3 separate regions of the Gossypium hirsutum genome follow, and regions 1 and 3 are each linked to region 2. Evidence: chromatin contacts called from public Hi-C data. All regions are on one chromosome and are shown on one strand. Each heading gives the region's core, a stretch centred on a gene start, on an enhancer-like site or on the middle of the called end of the contact. The rest is flanking DNA. Distances are from core to core; before and after follow the strand shown.

The links. A called contact is a pair of places that touch in the nucleus more often than the background predicts.
Region 1: a Hi-C map of leaf shows a contact between it and region 2, with 1.8 times the contacts expected there. The contact joins the promoter of LOC107918623 here to the promoter of LOC107919302 in region 2. A contact is called at or near these places in 4 of 34 Hi-C or Micro-C datasets (hypocotyl and leaf).
Region 3: a Hi-C map of leaf shows a contact between it and region 2, with 2.0 times the contacts expected there. The contact joins the promoter of LOC107918537 here to the promoter of LOC107919302 in region 2. A contact is called at or near these places in 15 of 34 Hi-C or Micro-C datasets (anther, callus, fibers and 4 more).

The regions. Positions count from the first base shown.
Region 1 is chrD13:36,343,217-36,347,032 of Gossypium_hirsutum_v2.1, forward strand. It overlaps LOC107918623 (protein tesmin/TSO1-like CXC 3), which reads right to left and starts at 1,374. Exons shown (of 11, transcript XM_016848214.2): 1 at 1,146-1,374. The coding sequence starts at 1,214.
Region 2 is chrD13:36,757,691-36,761,553 of Gossypium_hirsutum_v2.1, forward strand. LOC107919302 reads left to right here and starts at 2,149. Exons shown (of 2, transcript XM_016848783.1): 1 at 2,149-2,995; 2 at 3,172-3,368. The coding sequence starts at 2,149. The coding sequence ends at 3,368.
Region 3 is chrD13:36,416,373-36,420,189 of Gossypium_hirsutum_v2.1, forward strand. It overlaps LOC107918537 (40S ribosomal protein S24-1), which reads left to right and starts at 1,827. Exons shown (of 5, transcript XM_016848116.2): 1 at 1,827-2,066; 2 at 2,355-2,396; 3 at 2,500-2,670; 4 at 3,188-3,274; 5 at 3,364-3,717. The coding sequence starts at 1,995. The coding sequence ends at 3,396. It also overlaps the pseudogene LOC107919184.

The DNA.
Region 1 (3,816 bases), core at 124-2,623, 420 kb before region 2:
ATAAAACTAAATACTAACATTGCCAACGTTTTTTAATTGCAAATCAACCGTAATTCTTTTGCATACGATAATTCAATTGCAAAATCTCGACCATCCAAGAGTATAGGGTTCCTATGACTCTGCATAACATCCATGTTGGCGCAACCACTATAAATGGTTGAGAACTTGAGATTAAATAATGGTCAATTTCTATTATTAGTCCTTATACTATGCATAAATTGAGAATTTAGTCTTTGTACTCTAACTTGGTTAATTTTAATACATGCTTTTCAATTTTTGAAATTTCAATCCTAGCTTAAATGATACCAATTAAATTTGTCATGTCAATTTCTGCTATTATTCCATATTATGCTTAAGTTGCAGATTTAGTCCTTGTTCTTCAATTTAATCAGTTTTAATCCTAGACTTTTTAAAATTTGAAATTTAAGGACAGACTCAAATGGTATTCATTAAATCCATTAACTAAAATGCTGTGGGTTCTTTTACGAGTGTTATGTGAAAATAGCAAGCTAACATGTTATTACACATGTGATCATATATTTTTTGTATAAGCTTTTGGAAATAGTAAAATTGATTTTAAGGAATTTAATAATTATTGTTTTGTTAATACCGAAATTTAAAATTTGAAAAAGTACAATATTAAAAGTGACCATATTGGAATACAAGGACTAGATCTACAAATTATGCATAATACATGGACCAATAGCAAATTTAGTCCTTAAATAATATTCCCAACGGGTAACAGCAAAAGTTTGGTTAAATTAATGGAAATCTCGACCTTCCCTTCCTGGATTTTGTTCTCTCTTTTTCAATTCAACAAGCTAAAGGCCAAAAGTCATAACAGCCATCTATCCTAAAACAGTTAAGGGCGATAACAAGATTGAAGGCAGAAACCCATCAAATTTCAAACTGAATATCCAAAATTTAACAGAAAAAAACAAAGGAAAGAGGAAACAATTTTAACTTTTCTTATATAAAAAAAAAAGTTCACATGAAGAAATCCTACATAACATTTAAGTATTAAGACCCAAAAGACCAACATCCTTTCACATAATATAATGGTTATTAACATAACTTTCTGAGTAAACAAACATGACCAAGAAAAACCCAATTTCATAATAAAAACTGAAAAAAGAAAAAAATACCTCAAATTTGCAAAGATTAGAAGTTGGAGTGATTTGGGTTTTATCTGGTGTATCCATTTTTTTTTCCATCAAAGCTTCCACATCTTCATCGCTCTTTGAAGGATGACAGGAAGCTTTAAGAGCTCACTGGCTCAGCGCTTGAAGAGAGTGAAAGACAGCCAAATAATCCCTTTCTTTATTTGTTTGTATTCTGTTGGAAACTAAAAATGCTTTTTGAACAAATAAACAAATTTTGATTGAGGAAGCGGGAAGGCGGGAAAAATAAAAGCAAATTTAAAAAATTGTAAAAACCTAATCAATATTGGGGCGGCCCATCACATGTCTCCAGCCCAAAGTGAAATGAAGAACTTTAACGTTGAATTTGGACTTTTTATTCATTTGTAGACAAATATTTATGGTTCAAGGTTTTGCAACAACTAGAAATAAATATTTATAAAAAAATTAAAATTTATTAAAATGAAAAAATTTATAACCATACTCCATAAGAAATAGGCGTCCAAAATACTGACGACCCCTATGTTCTTCCTTAGACCAGTCAATATGTGGGCCAAAATGGCATGAATATAGCGCAAAGCCGAAGGTAAGCATGTTGTCTTTGACTAACTCGAGTTATATTGCAACTCAATCTTGGCGATGTCGGACCAACAAAGTGGGGTTGGTCAATGGATGTGCCTGAAAAGTATCGGGAACTCAGGGGTATCTATAAACTCCTTGGAACATAATCCTAGGGCAGCTCCGAAGCCTAAGACACTAAGCTAAGGTAACGCATCGTACCCCCAAGTCGGAAGGAAATAGTGCAAGGCTCATCCTACTGTGAAATAGCCGACTGTAAGAAAAAGGTAGAGCAAAACTTCAATGTGAGTTTGACATATGTGGGCTCTACGATAGTAAAGAATCGGTCCCACGATGTCGTGTCGATCAATACCTGAACCCTGGCCGCTAAACGGACCACTTGTAGAGCCTCCCAATCAATGCATCGACCCACTCCCAATGGTTTCTCCTTAAGGTGTTGATACTAGTCCTTATGTGGACCCAGACCAAATTGGAGACGCAAGTGTCTCATGACTGTAGTCGGGGCCAAGGATGAAGATGCACCCGATGTCTTCCACTTTTTAGAGGCGGGAACAACGACCTTGGTTTTTCCTCTCGTATTTATCATAATATACCTGAAATAAAAATATGAAAACTAGATATTAGAGGAGTAGTGAATCATTGATTGGGCATCATCGACGTCAATGAAATAAATCTCATACAAACAAAGTCAACATGGGCAACAATTATCAGCAAGAATATATAAAAACAAATACAAGTAAATTGTTCCTATAACACCCCAAACTCGGTCAAGTAAGTTCGACTCGAATCTAGCGTGCCACATTAGCCACTGAAGTGACTCTCCGTTAACTTCCAACCTAACCTCCAACACACCACAAATTCACAACATAGAAGTTGTGCTAAGTTTCACATATTGCAACGGGATGTCATAACATCATGCATATAATATAAAACATGTGAAGTTATAAAACAAATAGAAGAAGTGTTCACATATCAATCTACAACATCTTAATGGTTCATAAACATCACTTAACATAAGTTCGCATAACAGCATTCAATGTGAGTTCACATCACACATAAAGTATGAGTTCACACATCAACCTAAGTTTGCATACAATAATATAGGTTCGTATCCTAACATTCATTATAGGGTCGTTAAATAAACAAACACTACACCAAAATTGACTTTTAGCGGCGTTTTTCGCGGTGTTTGAATAAGAGACGCCGCTACAAATGGAGCATTAGCGGCGCATTTAGAAAAACGCCACTATAGACCGGTCATTAGGAAAGTGTCGCAAATAATTAAGCAGAACACCGTCGTTTAACTTTGACATGTAGTGGCACTAGCAGCGTTTATCTGGAAACGCCGATAAAGATCCAGCATTTGCGACGCTTATAAAATAACGCCGCTAATGACTGGTACATTAGCGGCGCTACCACAAAAACGCCACTAATGCTCAGCAAATAATTAAACAGAACGCCGTCGTTTAACTTTGACCTGTAGTGGCACTAGCGGCGTTTTTCCGTAAACGCCGGTAAAGATCTAGTATTTGCGGTGCTTATAACAAAACGCCACTAAAGATCGGTACATTATCGGTGCTACTACAAAAACTCCACTAATGCTCTGCAAATAATTAAGCAGAAAACCATCGTTTAACTTTGACCTGTAGTGGCACTAGCGGCGTTTATTTGGAAACACCGGTAAAGATCAAGCAGTTACGGTGCTTATATTAAAACGCCGCTAAAGATCGGTACATTAGCGACGCTGCTATAAAAACACCACTAATGCTCCGTAAATAATTAAGCATAACGCCGTCGTTTAACTTTGACTTGTAGTGGCACTAGCGGCGTCTTTATACAAACGCTACTAATTCCCCATATATAGCGGCGCTTTTTGCTAAAAGCCGCAAATAAGCTTGGCTAAACGGCAACGTTTGGAGTTGATCTTCAGTAGCATTAGCGGCGCTTTATAATAAACGCCACTGTAGGTCGAGAATTAGTGGTGCTTTTTGGAAAAACGCCACAAATAAAAACATTTTATTTTAGGGTTTAGTCTTTAGTATGTAAGGTTTAATGTCTATAGTTTAGGATTTTAGGGTTTATGATATAATGTTTATTA
Region 2 (3,863 bases), core at 899-3,398:
GTTCTTCTCCTACACATAGACATTGGAATAGAATTAAATATTTATTTAGATATCTTTGAAAGACTATTGATATGGGTTATTTTATTCAAATGATTCAAAATCCTTATTAGTCGGCTATGCTGATGCTGGATACTTATCGGATCCACATAAAGGTCGATCTTAAATAGGATATTTATTTACATGTGGGGGTACTACCATATCATGGTGTTCAACAAAGCAAACATTAGTTGTTGCTTCTTCAAATCATGCAGAAATAATTGCAATGCATGAGGCAAGTCGAGAGTGTGTTTGGTTAAGGTTATTGACTCAACATATCTAGAAGATATGTAATTTTCCTTTACAGGAAAAGATGTCAATTATCTTATATGAAGATAATTCAGCATGTATAGCTCAATTGAAGGGTGGTTATATCAAAGGCGACAGACCGAAACATATTTCACCAAAATTATTCTTCACCCATGATCTTGAGAAAATAGGTGATATAAATATTCAACAAATTCGTTCTAGTGAGAATTTAGCAGACCGTGTTACTAAGGCATTGCCAACTTCAACATTTGAAAGACTACTACACAAGATTAGAATGCGTTGACTCAAAGATGTAATGTAATGTTGCCATCAGGGGGGGTCTAAAAACAAGTTGTACTCTTTTCCTTTAACCAAGGTCTTGTCCCATTGGGTTTTCCTAATAAAAGTTTTTAAAGAGGCAGCTTGTAATAGAAGATTGTGTACTTTTTTCCTTCATTAGGTTTTTTTATCACATAGGGTTTTTCTTAATAAGGTTTTAACGAGGCACATTATCTACCAATGGATATCCTATGGGGAGTGTTATGATTATCTTATTAAGTGGATGTCCATCATGATAAAGATAAAGTTTTGATATATTTTAAATTCTAGTAGTTATTAAAATTAGATTTCTACTTCTTTTATACTTCTTATGCCCATAAATAGAGATTCTAATGAAGCATTGTAATCATCCCTTTTTATCAATAAAGTACATTCTCTATTACTTTTATATTTTCATTGTTCTTTATTCTCTCCATCTCTCTTTATTTTATAAAACTATTAATTTAATGTTGGATTGCTTGATGAGAAAACACTCTCGATTTGCTTTTTATAACATTAAAATTTTATTCGCTTACCGAATTCTAGGTATTGCTTCCCTGATTATTCCTCGTGAGTCTGCAATTCACTGGCTTCTAGTGTAGTAAGTGTAATGTTAACAGAAAAAAATATAATCTATTTATTTGCATTTACAGTTGAAAAATTTAAAATATGAAGAGTATAATTTTTTATAATAAATAATTAATTTTATGTAATACTTTTGGAAACATATAATTGATAATTTAATTATAAGTTTTTTAAACAAATTTACACTATCTTTGTCTACAATCTACCACCAAATTTACGTTAGAGATAACTAAAGGAAATTTTTCAAAAAAGATAGTAAAGCATTAGATGTTTCCATACCAAGAAAAAAGAGTTCTAAAGAGTTTAAATTCAACATTGTCAAAAATAAAATTGTGTGAGAAAAATGTCTTCTCTCTATGAAAATATTGGAACTGAAGATTCCTCGGTGGAAGGCTTAATCCCTAAAAAGGTTTATTTTAGGGATAAAGATGGAGATAGAGGTAATGATATGGTGATTGATCTGAGTGCTGAGCAGACGACCTCTTGGAAAGACAAGCTAGTAGACCAATCTTCCGAATTCGATAGGAATAGATTAAAGGAGGATAGGATTTTGATTTACAGATTGAATTCGATGGGAATAGATTAAAGGAGGATAGGATTTTGATTTACTGGAAAGAGATATCCAAAAGTGTATTGTGAATGAGATTCCCTCTATTGAGTTTTCAGATAGGATCCATCAAATCCTCGTTAGGAATATGGAAAACACAGTGTTCTTGAAACTTTTGGGTCAGAATATCGGGTATTCGGTCTTGCAGACCAAAGTTTGTAGTCTATGGAAGCATTCATCACCATTCATTTGATGGATACTGAAAACAGATATTTTTTGGCCAAATTCCAGAATAAGCTTTATTGTGAGAAAGTCCTTTCTAGGGGCCCTTGGATTGTGTTCGGTCAATTCTTAGCAATACAAACCATGGACAGTGTCCTTTAATCCAACACAAGGTTTTTCTGAAGGTAGTAATGTCGTGGATCAAGCTTCCAGGTCTACCGGGATACCTATACAAACGAAACATTTTGATGGAAATAGGGGGAATGATCGAAAAAGTCGCGAAATTGGATATAAACATTGACAATAGAGCTAGAGGCCATTTTGCCCAAATGGTGGTCTATATCAACTTGAATAAGCCTCTGGTTTCTCAAATTCTGGTTAATGGTAAAGCACAAAAAGTTGAATATGAGTTTTTACCAATGGTTTGTTTTCAGTGTGGAAGATATGGTCATGTTAAAGAAGCGTGCTCCTTTAGGAAATTTGATTTCGACGCTAAAAATGAATCACCACAAAGTGGAATATTATCAAAAAATCAGAACCTGGACATTGACGGCATGGTGGAGAAAGGCAAATCATACGGGCCGTGGATGTTAGTAGAAAGGAAATCTTGGCGGAAGGTTAGGGATCCCCCACAAATGAATGCTGACAATCTGGAAAAGTGCAAGGGAGGGTCTCGGTTTAAAGCCTTGATAGAATTGGATCTAAATGTTGGTGTTTCTTCTAGTGATAAGATTGAGGGGATTGGGAATCAGCAAAATAAAGGTGAAGATATAATTAATGGGGACCACCAAAAAGAGGAGACCTTGAGGCAAAGCAGTGGTCAACTAGTAAGTAAAATGGTGGACAAAGGCTCACCTAACGAATTGGGCTTTAAAGATATTATTGGCTTAGTGAGATTAAACGATGCTGCTAGTGGGTCATATGTTGGGCATGTTTTGACTAACAGGTTGGCAGGTGGTGCTCATTTTAGAAATGGCGAGTCCAGAAAGAATTTAAAGGAGCCCAACAAGATGTTGGAATTTAACGGCCCACTTGAAGGTGAACCCTTCCTAATATGGACAGGGCTATGAAAGGATTGGGAAAGTAGCAAACCCCTGAAGTTGCTATCGACAAAAAAAATTTGGTGATGCAAGATGGGATTGATGCTTCAGGTTTTGAGCTAATTAATGGTTGCGGTGGAGGTTTTTAAAAATGTGATTTTTCTCTATACTTAGCATTAGATGGATCATTGGGTATTGCTTCGGAGGTGAGGGTTGGCAACCTTGATCCCAGCAAACATACAGTTGTGATTTTTAAGGAGAACAAGGAACCAAAAGTTGACTTTAAGGATGAAAGGAACATTGGTCTAATTGTGGAGAAGGCAGTGGTTCACAAGAATGGAACGGTGATAATTTCAGAGGTGGGAGAATAACAAAAAAAATCTTAATAAAATCAATCATAATCGAAATAGCAGATTAAAAAAACATGAGTAACTCAGGAGTTCTGCTACGGGAGACCATGAACTATTTGGCTGAGACTATTTCAACTAATAACATGGAGAATCAACCAAGGTGATTCTATCATATTAAAATAGCATCAGACTAGAATTGATCCTCCTGGACAGTAAGACTATATGTTTATCTTTTTATTTTATTTATGGATTTAATCATGGAACTGTCAAGGGTGCATTAGCAGTAAATTTCTACGAGCTTTTCGTGAGTATAATGTATAATTTAGCCCAAATATAGTATCTTTGTTGGAATCAAGAATAAGCGGTAAAAAAGAAACTTCTATTATTGATAAATTGGGGTTTAGTTTTTCTCACTGTGTTGAAGCTATTGGTTTTTCAGGAGGCATCTAAGTGGTTTGGAAAGAGTCTATTAAGATTCAAATTATCCAAAATCATCCTTAGTTCCTCCTCCTTCGT
Region 3 (3,817 bases), core at 577-3,076, 340 kb before region 2:
AGGTCGTATTCAAAATACATAGTTCCCATTCGACATTGAAATTGATACCGCATGGAGTGTTGCTACCGCAATGGTTGCTAAATTGGATATCATTGATCAAGATGTGACTAAAATAGTGGATATGATCGATGGGGAATTACCTGCTTAGTACTGGATTGGAGGACAGGGCAAGGAGTCAAGGAAACACCCCGGTTTGTGAACTTCTGTCACGATTGTGCTACCAACCGTACATCTACAAGTTCCCTCTTCGATTTCTTAACGCAAAATGCAGGCATCAAAGGTTTGCAACTTCTTCAGTGTTGTAGAAACGAATGTGCTTCAATGTATGGCCGATTCGAAGAGATTAATTTTCTGGTTTAGGAATTTGAGAATTATATGACTGATGGAGCACCAAATGAATCAACCAAATCGGTGCATCACCATGAGATAAGGGACAAGTAGGGGAGCTGCAAGCATAGTCCAATTTGCGCACGATAGAGCCATTTGGACGAAGAGTACGAAAAATCAGATAAGCCGTTCTCAGTAATGCAAGAAGTTCAATCTTGTGTTTGACAGGTTCTCAGTCTTCTCTGCTGTTCATTCATAATATCGTGATTCTTGGACAGTTTTGGTACAAACTCCAACACTACCTGGTATCAACAAATAGGATTCATATCATATTCTTCAAGCATTTCGACTCCGGTTTCCATGACTGTAAGAATAGAAGCTACTCCGATCCGGATACTCAAAACTCTGTCAATGAATAACACCCCTCCCAGAGTCCCAGTTGATGCTGTTGGTATATATAAAATGTGCAAGAGTGTTTGAACAATGAAAATCCACCCTTTTTGATAAAACAGTATATGTTTCACCTTTTCCCTCTCCTAATCCTATTTTGGAGCAAATCATTCAATCTCTAACAAACAGATGACAACATACAACCAGTTGATAATCGATCTGTAAAGGAAGATCCTAAGCATTATTTTATGTTGGAAAATCAAACAATGAAAACCCATTTTGCACCATAAATCTTTCTTTCCTTTTCTCCAAATGATTCGTGTATGTACTCTATATGGAAATATTTAAAAAAAATTTCCCTAACTTTTTCGTGTATTTGAAAGATTCCTTCATGCATATTTACCAAAAAAAAAAATTAAGAGTTTGGATAACATTACCCTTTTTAATTGTAAATCTCTACTAAAAAATCATTAAAAAAATGAAATACCGAAGAAAATACTTTTACACAAATTTAAGACTCGGTGATCGGTAAGAGCGAGACCAGTTCAGTTAGGTTGGGTTGTTTGAACTTTTTTGATTTGATTTAGTTTTCGGTTTTTTATATTTATTTTTTATTTTTAGATTTATTTTAACAAAATAAGCTCTAGTCGTAAATATTTCTAAAAACATAAATTTTCATGCAAGTAAAAAAAGTTATTAACTTCTATAAAATATTTTTTTGAAATAATTTTCGGATTAATTTTTAATTTCTCTATTTTTCATCCTTAACTCTACTGATTGGTGTATGCATCATGATAAGTTCTAATTCTAAATTTACCTTAAAAAGATTATATACTGTCACAATTTCAGAACGGATCAATTCAAAATTAATCGATAGTTGAAGATTGATTTTCCATCCGTAATTATAATTCATTGAACGTATTATTCCAAAGAAGAAAAAGTTTAAACACCACCATAATTATTAATTACAAAACAAAATCTTGATTATCCAATTTTGATGAAATTTCAATACCCGAATTCTGGCATAGCCCAACAAAACTAGAAAGTTGGGTCAGGCCTAAAACAATCAAATTCTAAAATTGTTAGCCCAATCCAAGTGTCATTACTCATAGAAAGTTCGCTTAGCCCCAAAAAGAAGCAAAACCCTAATTATCAGTGGTATAAATTCTCGCCATTTCCGTTGTCTTGCTTGAGTTGCTGCTGTCGTCTTTTGAAAGCCTTCAGAGCATTTACCATTGACCTGTGCCGGAAAGGAAATAAGAAGATTTTGCTTGACCATGGCTGACAAGGCAGTGACTATTAGGACCAGGAAGTTCATGACCAACAGGCTTCTTTCCAGGAAGCAATTTGTGAGTGCCCTTTTCTTTTCTCTCGTTAGCCAAGTTTAGTTCAATGTTCAATGTTCAATGTTCAATTTATAGATCTGATTAAATAAGGGACTTACAGGATATAGTTGCTAAATTTGCGATTTTATTGCATTGCTGATAAGATGCTTAATTTAGAACATTGTTTGAATTTTTATTTGAATACAATACACCTCTTTGCTTAAAAAATGCGATTATAGTAAAATATGTTCTTTGCTTAAAAATATTTGTTTGAGTTTATTGTTAACATGACTTTTCCCCCCCTTTTTTTAGATCATTGACGTTCTACATCCTGGAAGACCCAATGTTTCCAAGGTAAATCTTTAATGTTTTTCAATAATATCAGAATCTTATCTTAACTGGTCGTGTACCATGGATTGTATTAACTGCTTTTTGACTGTTGATTTATTGTCTTTAGGCGGAGTTGAAGGAAAAGCTCTCTAGAATGTATGAGGTGAAGGACCCCAATTCAATCTTTGTGTTCAAGTTTAGGACTCATTTTGGAGGTGGAAAATCTACTGGATTTGGTTTGATTTATGATTCTGTTGAGAACGCCAAGAAGTACGAGCCCAAGTACAGGCTGATCAGGGTAATTGTTGATGGCTCTATTCTATATTTTCTCTGGATTTGTTAGTTGTATGAGCTGCATTTGCTTTAACATGTTGAATTCTATTTCTCTTATGGACTTTATCTGCAGAATTCTCTTTTCACACTTTAAGCATTGCTCAATTCTATGTTATACTCCCTCTCTTTGTTTTTGTTGAAGTACTTGTATCTGACCCATGTTTGGACTTAGAAAAGATTAAAACATATTCGTACCTAACACTCTTAGCTAAGTCCAAGTAACATAGACTATAGTGCATGGAGTCAACCTAGCACTTAAAGTGTTGTATTTGGAACTAGAGTTTGGTGCTCTAATTTGTGCTTGAGGACTGCCTGCTAATGAAGAAAGCTTGAGCCAGTTTTCATTATTGACTCTGAAGGCCTTTTCCCAATTTCATACCTTTTGTATTCCTAGTGGTTGTTCTGAGTTGTACTATATCGGTGTCTCTTTGAAAAGGTCCCTATGTAATGTAAGAAACTAATTATTTATGCTGCTGTTTCAGAATGGACTCGATACCAAGGTAGAGAAATCGAGGAAACAAATGAAGGAAAGGAAGAACAGGGCTAAGAAGATCCGTGGAGTAAAGAAGGTAAGATTGATCGACATTTTTACTTACCTTACTTGAACTGCTGTCATTTTGTAAACGTCTGACTAACTGTTTTTGCTTGTTTCAAATAGACCAAGGCCAGTGAAGCAGCAAAGAAGAAGTGAGAGCTAAAAGGCAAAACTCGTGCTTATCACAGAGCCAATGCTTTTCAACATTGTTTTTTAGGGTTCTTGAATCTTTTGTTTTGGAAACCAGATTTTTGGTGTTGTTATCTGATGTTTAGTTATATTATTACGATCTGATTTTTCTTATTTTGAGAATTCTTTCATGGCAGATTTTGAAATATCCCATGTTTTGCCATTGATATTGTCAGGCAGTACTTGCTCTATCATCCTACCAAATCTTGAATCCAAAAAAAAAAAAGGTAGTTGATGCAAGAAAATCTTAAATGCACTTTATGAATAGATATGCAACACTTTTTTGGATGTCCTTCCATGAATAGATTTACTAATTTGTCCGAATGAATATGTTGAACGACTTTTTTCATGTGTAAAGATTTTTAAAGGTAAAATTCATGTGTAATTA